Regions from separate parts of the Mus musculus genome. Here region 2 is linked to region 1. The links are chromatin contacts, called in public Hi-C maps. All regions are on one chromosome and are shown on one strand. The core of a region is the stretch at or near the end of the contact, and the rest is flanking DNA. Distances in the headings are between cores, read along the strand shown. Region 1 has its middle 26 kb from the start of Ugt2a2. Region 2 holds the start of Sult1b1 (sulfotransferase family 1B, member 1).

The links. Hi-C and Micro-C count contacts between places; a contact is called where the count stands out from the background.
Region 2: a Hi-C map of liver shows a contact between it and region 1, with 4 times the contacts expected there. The contact joins the promoter of Sult1b1 here to the enhancer-like site in region 1. A contact is called at or near these places in 5 of 484 Hi-C or Micro-C datasets (liver and nephron progenitors), 1 of 115 datasets of contacts at active chromatin or transcription factors (intestinal villus epithelium) and 2 of 9 other capture datasets (adipose tissue and liver).

The regions. Positions count from the first base shown.
Region 1 is chr5:87,452,923-87,459,109 of GRCm38.p6, reverse strand. No RefSeq gene overlaps it. Among named protein-coding and RNA genes, the nearest start is that of Ugt2a2, 26 kb to the left of the region's middle. Within about 2 kb of position 2,674, at least 8 of the 459 cell types and tissues checked have an H3K27ac peak or open chromatin away from gene starts, as enhancers often do. A contact at or near this core is called in intestinal villus epithelium and liver, where this site is marked.
Region 2 is chr5:87,532,089-87,538,422 of GRCm38.p6, reverse strand. It overlaps Sult1b1 (sulfotransferase family 1B, member 1), which reads left to right and starts at 3,263. Exons shown (of 7, transcript NM_001382837.1): 1 at 3,263-3,486; 2 at 4,394-4,522. The coding sequence starts at 3,339.

The sequences.
Region 1 (6,187 bases), core at 1,425-3,924:
ATAACAATGTAGACAACTCTGAATTACAACCAGAAATTAGTCCCATTCTCCTTCCAAGAGGAGACCATCCCTCCAAGGAGCAGGCTATGTTAGCAGGGCAGTGTGACCACCACCATTAAGTACTGGTCTGTCCTCTAGTCTGCTGTGCTCTTAAAATACCTAATAAAAAAATTTAAAAAAAAATCAGTTCTTCCAAGTGAGCAAGTGAGCATGGGTAACAGCTATCCAAAGGACCAAAGCTAGTGGATGCTGTAAGAAATAACTATACAATATTCTTGTATGTGTACATAACTAAAGATGCACATAAATTTCTATAATATTGTTACCATTAGAAATATTTGGTAAACGTTAACAACTTTATCACAATGACTCATATTGATGTATTTTGATTTATCTTTATTTACGTTTTGAAAAGGACTTTTTTGTGTTGACTTCATGATTGCTTGCCATTCTTTTCACTTTAATTTTTTTTTCCAGTTAAGGTCAAAGTATGGTAGTCATACATTGAGATGTAGTGGACTAGCCATGCCACTGTGTGAGAAACTGGGTTTGAACACCACTGAGCCTAAGAACCCCTTTTATTCTCTGATGCTTCAGCCACTCAATATCCTTCTCACTCAAGTTTTCTCCCTCTTCTGCTGTTTTCTTCTGCTTTTCCCTTGCCTGAGTGTTATCAAAAGTCAAGTGAGACTGCAGAAAATCCCTGATGATACAAGCCACATTCATCAGTGTAACTTATTTTATCTGTGGATTAAAGAACTAACAGCTGGGAAATGACTTCTATAACTGTGGCAGTTTGAGTAGGTTTGTCTCCCATAGACTCATGTGTTTGAATGATTGACCCACAGAGAATGGCACTATTGGGAGTTATGGCCTTTTTGAAGTAAATGTGACCTTGTTGGATGGGGTGAACCACTGTAGGGGTGGGCTTGAGGTTTCTAGCTTTAAGCTCTGCCTAGAGTGGAATTCCAGTCTGCTCTGGTAGCCTTTGGATCAAAATGAAGTACTCTCAGCTCCTGCTCTAACATTATGTCTGCTTGCATGCCTCCATGCTTCTTTCCATGATGATAAATCATTAAAGGCCTGATCCTGTAGGCCAGCCCCAATTAAATGTTTTCCTGTATAAGATTTGCCTTGATCATGATATCTCTTCACAGCAATAAAATGCAAACTTAGACAATAGAAGACAATTGTGAAATTCTGCATATGAAGAAACTCAGGCTTCATGAAACAGAGTCCAGACCTTATCAGCAGAGCTGTTGTTTTATAACTCTTATCACAGAGCATTTAGATGTATACAAGAGAAAGAAGGAATACATTGTTCATAAGTGTTCCATGTTCTCTTGGTCTCTCTGAGGAAAGGGCTCATTAGTTGGTTGTTCAAAATTCTATCAACTCCAAATCATTGTGTTAACACAATATGTATTCGTAATTTCACATAACTTTATCTTGGCCTGGTTGTTGAATGGTGGATAGTAGATAGAAAATGTGCCTATTCTCAACCTAAAAATTGAGTTAGTTGCACAACTAAAAGAGAATATGGCCTTTCCTTATTGAATTAAAAATTACTAGGTCAAAGTGAAGACAAATCTCTAATACTTTCCAATTGAAGTGAATGATAGCAGTATCACTGTTATATTTAAAACATCTCCTCATTTCTAAAATACCTTAGTATGGACTAATTATTAAAAAAAATTGAAGGAAGTAAAGAAGCATACTTTTTAGAGGTCTCAGTCTTACTCTAAATCCTTTGGAGTTTAGGTATATATATACAAAGAAAAATAAAAAGGCATCATATATTTGGTTTTAAATTTAAAGATAAGCTACATGCTTTAAGATAGCACTTCAGATACCTATGGTATGGTGTAGTATCCTGCTGAGTTCTGCATTGCTCTGGAAGGGACAACATAACAGGTTTTCCCACCCCTGGAGCAGAGACAGCAAGAATTGGGTTTCTATGAGTGCTGATGGTTTCTTGGGTGTGGGGCTTGTTTGTAACATATATTCACGTTCCTCCTTTGAGAAATATTTTACCTGTTATGTTAAATGTCTCTATGATAATTAGAAACAAGGTGAGTCTGGGAGGCAAGAATATGTTCTTCATCAAAAAAGTAAACACTGTGGCTAAGGACAGCCCTTAGGGCTGTGGTAAAGAACTCTGAAAGCATGAGTTCACAAATATATAAATTTTCAACTATGCAAAATATAGGGATGCGATATGAACTCTTTGAATGGCTTCACAGACCTAAAAGAACAGACAGTTACACTAATGAGCCAGCTTGTCAGAAAAATATTAAGGAAAGAGATAAAGAGATTAAGGGACTGGCAATTTCAGGGAAACATCCCACCCAGCTACATATATTGTTTGTGCTTACACAGGCAGGCAGATTCCTCAGTTCAAGGTCATCCTAGAACAGAGTGACTTTAGGTTCAGGCAGGGTGGTAATGGTAATTTCAGGATAGGACTATATATAGCTAAACTTATTATTTCTGCTTACAAAGTCAGGCAGATCTCTGAGAACATTTGTTATCTTTAAAAAAAAGTACTTGCTGATTCTCTGAATCAAGGGACTAAAGTCATAAAATGCTGATTTGTGGAATAATCGAAAGAGAACCTGGGTTAATGGTTGAATAATTAAGTCAAGAAATGATTGGACTTTTATCTGCAATAGCTGAACTATCTACACAGCTCTCTGGAGAGCCAGCTAAAGCAGAACACAGAGCTTTCAGGTTGCACCCATGATTGACTTCCAGTCATTCTTTTACTACTCTCAAACACACCTTCTTAGGAACCCCTCTCCAAGCCAGGAATCGCCCTTCGTAATGTCCTTATCAAAACCTTAAATGCTCAACATTAAAGAATGCATCTTTCATCACCTAATATTTGGCTGCCTTACTTCAGGAATCAGTACCATATTAGAGAGCTGCTTGGACATAGGTGCTATTAACACAGTAATTGTGTACCAGTTTCAGAGAAAAGGTTAAACTTGGTAGATGAATCTAATGTGGAGTTAAGAAATTCTCCATTCTGGTCATCATAGCTCTATTGCAACATGAATTATACAATTTTCTAGAAGGTCAGAAAAAAGGAGATTGACAGCAAAAAGGCAAATAACTTATCTAATCTGCCTAACAGTAGATACAACGCTCAATCTATGAAATGCATATTATGGAAAACAAGAGTCTTGTGTATTGTGTTTGTTGACAAATTTCCTTTATCTTGATTGTTAGACACACTGATTATATCTAACAATATATTTTTTAAAAGCCTGTGTATGATTGCTGGACAACCAAGAATCTTCTGAGCAAAGAACACATTGGAGACCTTGGTACCCACTAGGCAATTGATGACATAGTTAATAAATAAGAACATAGTCATATACCTGACATGCTAATCTTAGATGAGAGAGTGTCCAAATGCTATAGTAAAACCCTGTGACTACAGTGAGTCAGAAACACAGATTATCACTTCAATAGATGAAGTAGAGCTATACTGAATACAAAGAAATGTTGAGTAAACTCCTTTATCTGATTTGGATCTTTGCTTCTTAACTCTGTGATGAACAATTTTAATGAAATTGAGATACAAACAGAGAACTCCAACATAGAAACTACAAAGAACTTGTGCTGACAGCTCAAATAGAGTTGTTTTGAGAGTGAGAAAAGAGTACAAGGATGAAGACACTTACCACACATGTACCCGATAATTTTCAATATTTTTCTCCTAGCTATTTTTCATAACAATTACACTCCTGTTTTCTCTGATGTTGCTCTTTTTTTATATAATAAAATCTGTCTTCACAGAAAGTGAATGGCTTTATTGAGAGCTCTAGAGCAGAATGTGGTAATGTTTTCTCTGGGGTCAATGGTTAGTTACAGAACAGAAAAAGTTCATCATAATTACATCAGACTCTGCATAGTTTCCACAAAGAATTAATTAAAATGTACCTTTGCGAGGCCACTATTACTCAAACTTTTAAAGTATATAAAGGTCTGATTAGAGAAACTCTCTTTTGAAAAATAATGTGTCTATATAACTTTTAACTTATTTTGCAAGTTTAAAAAGAAAAATGAATATAATGGATGCTATAATAGTACAGACTATGCTTTTAATTGACCATGACTTTGACAATGACATTGATTTGACAATATGTACCCAGCATAAAATTTTAGCATTATTATGATGCTGCAAACAAGAATACAAAGAACCCAAGATTCTGTCTTTTCCTTGATAATTTGAGGTCACTGTACATATTAAAAATATTTCAAGAAGTTTGATTTTTATCAATGACCTCATTAGCCAGTAATATTGAACTAATACCCATAATAGAAAAATAGCATGCAGCCTATGCTACTCATGCAATCTTTCTCTTCATTCTTGGGGTAAAAAGAATCATTTAAAGGCAGACTAAGGTTCACCTACTCTCAAACCAAGTATTCTTTCTACTATGTTAACAGAAAAAAGAGAATAAAGAATGTGCCTTGTCAACATTGGTAGTAGGGAGATATAAAAGTAGATGTAGGGATAGATGGTTCTGTCCTTACAATGAACCTCATGCATGACAAATACCCATCTGAGAGAAACCCTTGACACTGGAAAAAAGAATTCTAAGTAAAGATATATATATATATATATGAATAAGCACGTGTCATGGGAAGCTCAATCTTTGTGGTGTTTGCAAAGAAATCATGCCTTAAACAGGTATTATCTAACACAAAAAATATTTATTTAAACTAGGGTAAATTTTAGGTCTTACTGTGCTTTGAATTATAGTTGTATCCCAAGATGTAAACATATATTAAAATATAATTTTTTTCTTACTTAAAAAGCAATTGGCGACACAGAAAGATGGGGAGGGAAGAGGATACCTTGTTATAATCAAAGAAAAAAAGGCAAGAGGGAAATAATAAATATTGTAAGGACAGTATCTGATTCTAGGCAGTTAGAAGTTAGTAAGACTGGAACACATGAGACCATGTATCACAAAATGAAAGAGGAAGAGAAAAAGGAGGGAGAAGGAGGAGGTGAATGAGAGAAATAAGGGGAGGAGGAAGAAGGAAAGGAGGATGAGGATGAAGAAGGATAAGAAAAAGAAATGAAAGATAAGAAGGAGAATGAATACGCAGCTACTCAATCAGTATGAGTAGAGACTGGTTCTCCAAACTATCATAATAATATTTTTGGACAAGAATTTAGTTATCTCTATAATTTTTTATTTCACTGTGTTATGCCTCCACCATGCCAAATTGCGTATCCAGAAGCACTAGTAAAACTTTATTGTTACTTTAAGCTTTAGCCATCTGAATGAATTTTGTTTCTTAGTGTTCAAATAAAAATAATTCCTTACATTTTGTTCCTTTTTGATGGATGTTGGGTTCAGTAGGGGGAATATTTTTAGCACACAAATGGTATACTCTTTAAATTGTTTAACAATCTTTTGTAGAGTGTAGGGTCAGGAACATCTTATGTAAATGTTTAAATATGAAATAGATTTGGAAGAATTTCTACAGCAAACACCCATATTTTCATCACCTGGATTCCAGAATTGACTTTTTCCGTGCTTTACTGCCTGCCTGTCGAGGTGTTGGTTTGAAGTGTTTTTATTATAAAATTTCAAACATACAAAAGTAAAGTATGTAAAGTCCCTTCACCATCCATCTCGACAGTCATCAGCTATGGCTAATACTGATTCTGGATACCCACCCACCACAGCTTCTCTTTTCATGCCCTCCCCTGGACTATGCAAAGGCCTGTGGAGCTGAGGTCTTATTGACCTAATAGGAAATTTGTACCACATTATGTCTCCTCATTATAGTTGGATTTGCTGGAACTTCTGGTACTTATTGCCCGGGTGTTTTTAGGTTCTTGGTCTCTTAGCCAAAGAATTGAAATAAAGGCTTATACTTGTTTGCAGAAGAACCAAGATTGTCTGTGGGCAACTTCAGTAAAGATGCTCAAGGGTCAAAAGTGTTCAGGGCTCAGCAGTGGCTCCAAGGAACTGAGTGATTTGGTCCAGAGGTAATGCCTTCCATGGCAAAATCTGAGCTGGGTGATTGTTGTATGCCGGCCTGCAGCCTACTTGGACAGGGTACACCAGGGAGACAGGCTGGGGCTAAAAGAGGGTTAGAAGGCGAGAGATTAATGGAGACCAAGACGTGATTCTGTTCAAGGCCCACCAGTTTACTA
Region 2 (6,334 bases), core at 2,014-4,513, 79 kb before region 1:
TCTTGTGTGCTGTTTTGTCTTGCAGTTTTTGTCAGATTTTGTTAAGTTCATGGAGAAGTTAACACACCAGTGATCTATGGCTTCCTGCCTTCCAGTTGTCACTCTGACCTATTACAACTGTTGAAAAAACAGGCCTTTGAGTGTTTGTTTGCATGGACTTCAATCCCTTCAAATCTTTGCTGCTTGTAAAGTCAGAGGCTTTGCTTAGATCCTTATTGAACTTTTTATTCTCCTTTCTGGAGCACAGAATGAGGTGCTCCATCTCAGGTCACCACCAACTCTGAAGGCTCTTCACAGCAGCATTCGTTCTGATTGAAGGTAAAATCTGAGCAATAAGATCACAACGTGAATTGAAATCTATCTTCTAAGGCATTTTTTATTAGATATTTTCTTCATTTACATTTCAAATGCTATCCCCAAAGCCCCCTATATCCTCCCCCTGCCCTGCTCCCCAGCCCACACACTCCTGATTCCTGGCTCTGGCATTCCCCTGTACTGGGGCAGATGATCTTCGCAAAACAAAGGGCCTCTACTTCCATTGGTGGCCAACTAGGCCATCCTCTGCTACATATGCAACTAGAGACACAGCTCTTGGGGGTACTGCTTAGTTCATATTGTTGTTCCTCCTGTAGGGTTGCAGGGTCCCTAATGAAGGAGCTAGAGAAAGTATCTGAGGAGCTAAAGGGGTCTGCAACACTACAGGAGGAAATCTGTTTTTAAATGGTTTTCCTTCAAGTTTTTATCCATAGAGCTCTGTGGACCTACAAGAGTGTTACATTGAGCGCTTTTGCAATTTGAGTATCTTTTTCATAATTTTTAAAAAATTGATTAATTTATTTATTTACATTTCAAATGTTATACCCCTTCCCAGTGACCCCTCCACAAGTCCATTATCCCCTCCTCCCTCACCCCTGCCTCTTTGAGGCTGCTCACCCATCCACCCACTTCTGCCTCACTACTCTAGCATTCCTGTATCGGTCATCAAGCCTCCATAGGACCAAGGGACTCCCCTCCCAGTGATGCCAGATAAGGCAATTCTCCATTAATGTCTTGCTATGCTGAGAATATCTAACTTCCAGTATCTGCTTTTAACTCTTTGGATTCAATAGAATGCGTTTGAAGCGTGCTGGGATTTGGGGGTGGTGTGGCAGGGTTCTTGTGAACTTTAAGCCCATTCAGGAACAAACAAACCCTTCTGCAATGTTTTCTGCCCAATCATACATCCACTGTTAAATACACTCGTGCACACTGTGAAGAGCACACCGACTGTGGTGACTAGAGTTGTGATTGTAGAACTAGGTTCATGTGTAACAGACAGAAATAAATTTTGTTATTTATTTACTGTAAACACACTTGGCTGAAAAAAAAAAGTCAATAGCAGAAACAGACTCATGTTTTCCTTCCTTCCTTCCTTCCTTCCTTCCTTCCTTTCTTTCTTTCTTTCTTTCTTTCTTTCTTTCTTTCTTTCTTTCTCTCTCTCTCTCTTTCTTTTCTCTTTCTCTCTCTCTCTTTCTCTCTTTCTTTCATGTTTTTCAGTACTGTGTCTCACAAACAGTTCTGATTAAAGAGACAGGTCTTTTCATGTGAAGAATCACTCAGTCTTAACGTCAGATGACTCAGTTACTGTCTCCTAAGGTACATATTCTTAATCCTATTTTAATCTGTTGGATGTTCCTAGAATGAATTTTAGGTACTTTAATCTTAGGTTATGTCTCTACTTGAATGAAGATTTTGTATAAGTGAAAAAAGAATCTCCATAGCTTTTCCTGCGTGACTTACAGGCTTTTTGTTAGTCTATTCCATATTTTACAGGGAACACCATGTTTCAGCATATCTGGCTCAACAATACCAACCATTGATAGCTTTTCTGTCCTCTGTCCTCTATCTGTCCTATAATACTGAACTCAGAATTAACCATTCTGTCTGTTCAGTCAGCCTGGTAACTGATAGGTGGCAGAACTGCTCGTGCATGCCTTCCCTGGTGCGGTGGCTCTGTTCAGAACTGCGTGCATGGATTGTTCTCACGGTACACACTTCATTTACTGCTGTTAGAGTTTTCCTATGTGAGGAGCTTGAGGTCTAGGTGGAGAAGAAATAATTCCTTGACTTAAAAGAAATCCCCTCACAAAACAAAAAGACTCTTATATGCATGGGTTAAGTTACAGCTCTTTTAAAACACAGGGCTGAGCCCACAGTACATAAGCAGCATGAGTCAGTGAGCAGGCCAAAGTCCATTCCTGGTGGCCACTCCTCCTTTGTGATTCTGGACAGGATAGAGCTGCTTCCTCATTCCAAATACAAAATGAAAGGCACATCTTAAGACTGGGTAAAGAGGTGATTGGGGTGAAGAACTCTTGGAAGAGGGACTGGGAAGGGGGCACAACATTTGGAATGTAAATAAAACAACTTTTAAAAAGACTGGGTAAGGAATGGTGATAATGGGTAAAAAAAAAAAAAGCAATATATTTTCTTGACACTGAATCCACTTTCGTCAATTACATATCTATGAACTACATTGGTAGAGATTAATTAAAGTGACTTAGAATCATCTTTCTTAAATTTTAAGGCATTGCTTATTACAGAGAATTTCAGGATCTCATTAAAATGTAGATCCTAAGCCTAAATTGGGACCTGGATACCGTGATTTTCTAATAAGATCTCAGAAGAGACCAATAGCACAGGCATATGTACACAGACCAGAACTTACTTCTGATATGTCAGTTTATGTTATAAATATAAAACAGTACTAGAAGCTAAATTAAAAATTAAGACTTTATGGGTAACTTAATCAAATTAAAAAGAAATCAAAATACCTCTAATTCCAAGGTGCTCATATAGCTGAAGCCTACAGTTGCATGTGTGGGCATGCACAGAGATTTATAGCATCCTGCATCATTTCCTTAAGACTAGTGACAAAGAAACAATTCCTAGAAGAGGACAAAATGTATGCAGGGTTTTCAGTGTAAAACTCAGAATGACAATAAACTAACTCTAAAGTTACCTCCACTTACACTAAAATATCAGCTAAAGTGCTAATATTTTAGTGTAAATGGAGGGTTTTTTTTCTAGAATATATCTGTCTAAAATGATTTAATTTACTGAGGCATAATCCCCCTTCTCTTAAAAGCTTATTTTGAAAACCTTTGTTATGTTTTCATAGAAGCATTTTTTGCCCTTGCCAGTCTGTAGTGTTACACCCACAAGTTACCCTTCGTGTTTCCGTGTGTACTGTGATAAAGCCAAAGTTCACTTTGTATTATATAGTCTTAAGTTTAACACTTGTCACACAGAACCTGATTTTTACTCCTTCTATTCCTTCTGTTCAGCCTGCTGCAAAAATGAGTGCCTCAGAAGACGTTTGGAGAAAAGATCTGAAGATGATCCATGGCTACCCCATGATCTATGCTTTTGCACTCAATTGGGAAAGGATTGAAGAGTTCCAGAGCACACCAGGTGACATTGTAATAACCACTTACCCTAAATCAGGTGAGTCCTTCATCCTGAAAAATCCAGGTTTAATCTGCCTTTTTTGTCTTACATTTTTCTTTTATTCATGTGTATATGTATAGCTGTTTATATGTGGGGAACTTGTGTATGTGTGTGAGTGGCCACAGAAGTGAGATGAATCCTATCTTCAGAGCTGGTATGGGGACTGTGGAGGGACATGTTAGAATTTAGAGGGAGGGATGGGAGGGGCAAATGATGTCATGGTGTTGTCATCTCAAAAAGTATTTTTTTTTAAAATAACAAAAATGTTTCATGTTTACATGTGTGAGTTTCTCAAAGTGTAAATCATTAAATAATAACCAAACCATTAAGACAAAGAGACAAAGTTTGGAGCTAAGACGAAAGGATGGACTATCCAGAGACTACCCCACCTGGGGATCCATCCCATAATCAGCCACCAAACCCAGACACTATTGCATATGCCAGCAAGATTTTGCTGAAGGGACTCTGGTATAGCTGTCTCCTGAGAGGCTATGCCAATGCCTGGCAAATACAGAAGTGGATGCTCACACTCATCTATAAGATGGAATACAGGGCCCCTAAGGAGAACCTAGAGAAAGTACCCAAGGAGCTGAAGGGGTCTGCAACCCTATAGGTGGAACAACAATATGAACTAACCAGTACCCCCAGAGCTCATGTCTCTAGCTGCATATGTAGCAGAAGATGGCCTAGTCAGCCATCACTGGGAAGAGAGGCCCCTTGGTATTACAAACTTTATATGCCTCAGTTCAGGGGAACGCCAGAGCCAAGAAGTGGGAGTGGGTGGGTAGGGGAGCAGGGTGGGGGGAGAGTATGGGGGACTTTCAGGATAGCATTTGAAATGTAAATAAAGAAAATTTCTAATAAAAAAAAAAGACAAAGAATCTGATCATGGATTCTGTTACAGGTACTACTTGGCTTAGTGAGATTGTAGACATGGTTCTAAATGATGGAAATGTTGAAAAATGTAAGAGAGATGTTATCACCTCCAAAGTTCCAATGTTGGAACTGAGTGTTCCTGGAATAAGAATATCAGGTAAGATCAGATTATAATTCTTGCAAGAGTATGCTTACCTAACATTGTCCTATTTGTAATTTCAATTCAGAATTAGAAGAATAAAGAAAGAAAAAAGAAACAGAGCATAGGTGTTTGCATAATTGTAAAGAATTACTCACTGTAGTTATAGAATTATTAATAAAATGTGCATCATCTCATCAATGAATGCACACAAATATTGTAACATTAGAAAGTAAATTAACTTATATCAATTCTATAGCTCTCATAGAACCAAAGAATGAAACTGAACAAGATATAATCATAAGAAAGATTGCCTTAGATGGCACATTCAATTCTAGCTACACATAATTACAGCCCAAAGTTATACAGATATTTTGAGAAAAGATAATGTAGAAACATGAAGCATCATGTTAATGGGAAGTGTTAATGGATTGATGCATAAAAGACCTTAGGGCAACACATGGACTAAAGCAACAGTGGAGAAAAAGGAAGGAGTGGGGTGTGAAGCAACGTGAATCATATACTGTAGGATTAAATATAAAAATGTGAAATGCTTTAAAATTTTTTAAATTTTATTCTAAACATGCTAGGGAAGACGTTGAATGGATTTAGAATTTGGGAGTCAGTCATTGAGTGGCATTTTTGTTGTTTCAAATACAAAGTCTACATAGGTGGCTATGTGAGATTGAATTTGTATTGCTAGAGATATACTTTAGATTGACTGGCTGACAGATCACCTACAAAGTATGAGGAAATTGAAGAGTGAAGGGTGAGTCCAGAAGTTTTATTTAGGTCAACCAAGTGTTCTATGAAGCCATGGGTTTATTTGGAAACTTGGGAAGGGTGAATTTGGGTAAGGTTATTAATAATTCTGAATAAAATGTTAGATTTCAGGTATTGGATATTTTAAATAATCAATTGAAAGAGATTCATTTGGCAACTTTCAGCCTAATTAGACCTTGGAAGCAAGGCTATTGACCAACAAAAGTGTAATCAAAATATAATGGCTATCTATAAAAGTACCATCATGAAGAGTTTGAGATAGTAGAGATAACAAAACCGTTAAAGCTAGGAGGGACTAGAAATGCCTGGTCATACAGGCAACCGTAAAATGTCATTTTAAGGGAACCTATATAAGAACACAGGAGAGTGGGAGTCATCCTTCCCACACTTCAAATTAAACAGCAGAGTATAGATTCCCTTACTGCCCTGGAGAAGGCCTGTAGGAAGAAGGTTTGCAACTTCCAGAGGAAGGGATCTGTTGGTTCTTAACTGTGGTCTTTAGTAAAAGGTAAAATAAAAGCTTGAAAATTAACTATAGCTTTAAAGCCACAGAAAAATATAAAACCAAATAGTGTAGATATGGGAGTCTGAGATTACTGCTGAAGGCAGGGTTAAAGGTTCAGTCCGTTGCCATAGAGAGGTCTGTTGAAGTTTAACCAAGAGATGAAGGTGTACTTGGATCTACTCTAGAGCCAGTTGTGGATACCTGTGACAGCTTGATAAACTCCTAGAAGTCATAATTCATGATATAAAAGGCTAGTTTAAACCACCTCGCTTGGAAAAATGACTCTGAGACAGATGAAAATAAGAAATCTTTTTTTGAAATTTGAGGCAAGGATAAGGAAAAGTAGGCATAGGAAAGGCAGCCTAAGAATAACAGAGGGAAAGATGCCTATAGAAGATTACAACTTTCATTTCTCTGTACTAGGAAATGTGGCTGGAGCTGCCAGTTTGGAGACTTGAGATCTGATGTTGAATTTTCTATGTCTTTAGTTAATAACTTCAGATAAATCCAGTATATCCAATCTCCAATTACATTTAAAATTC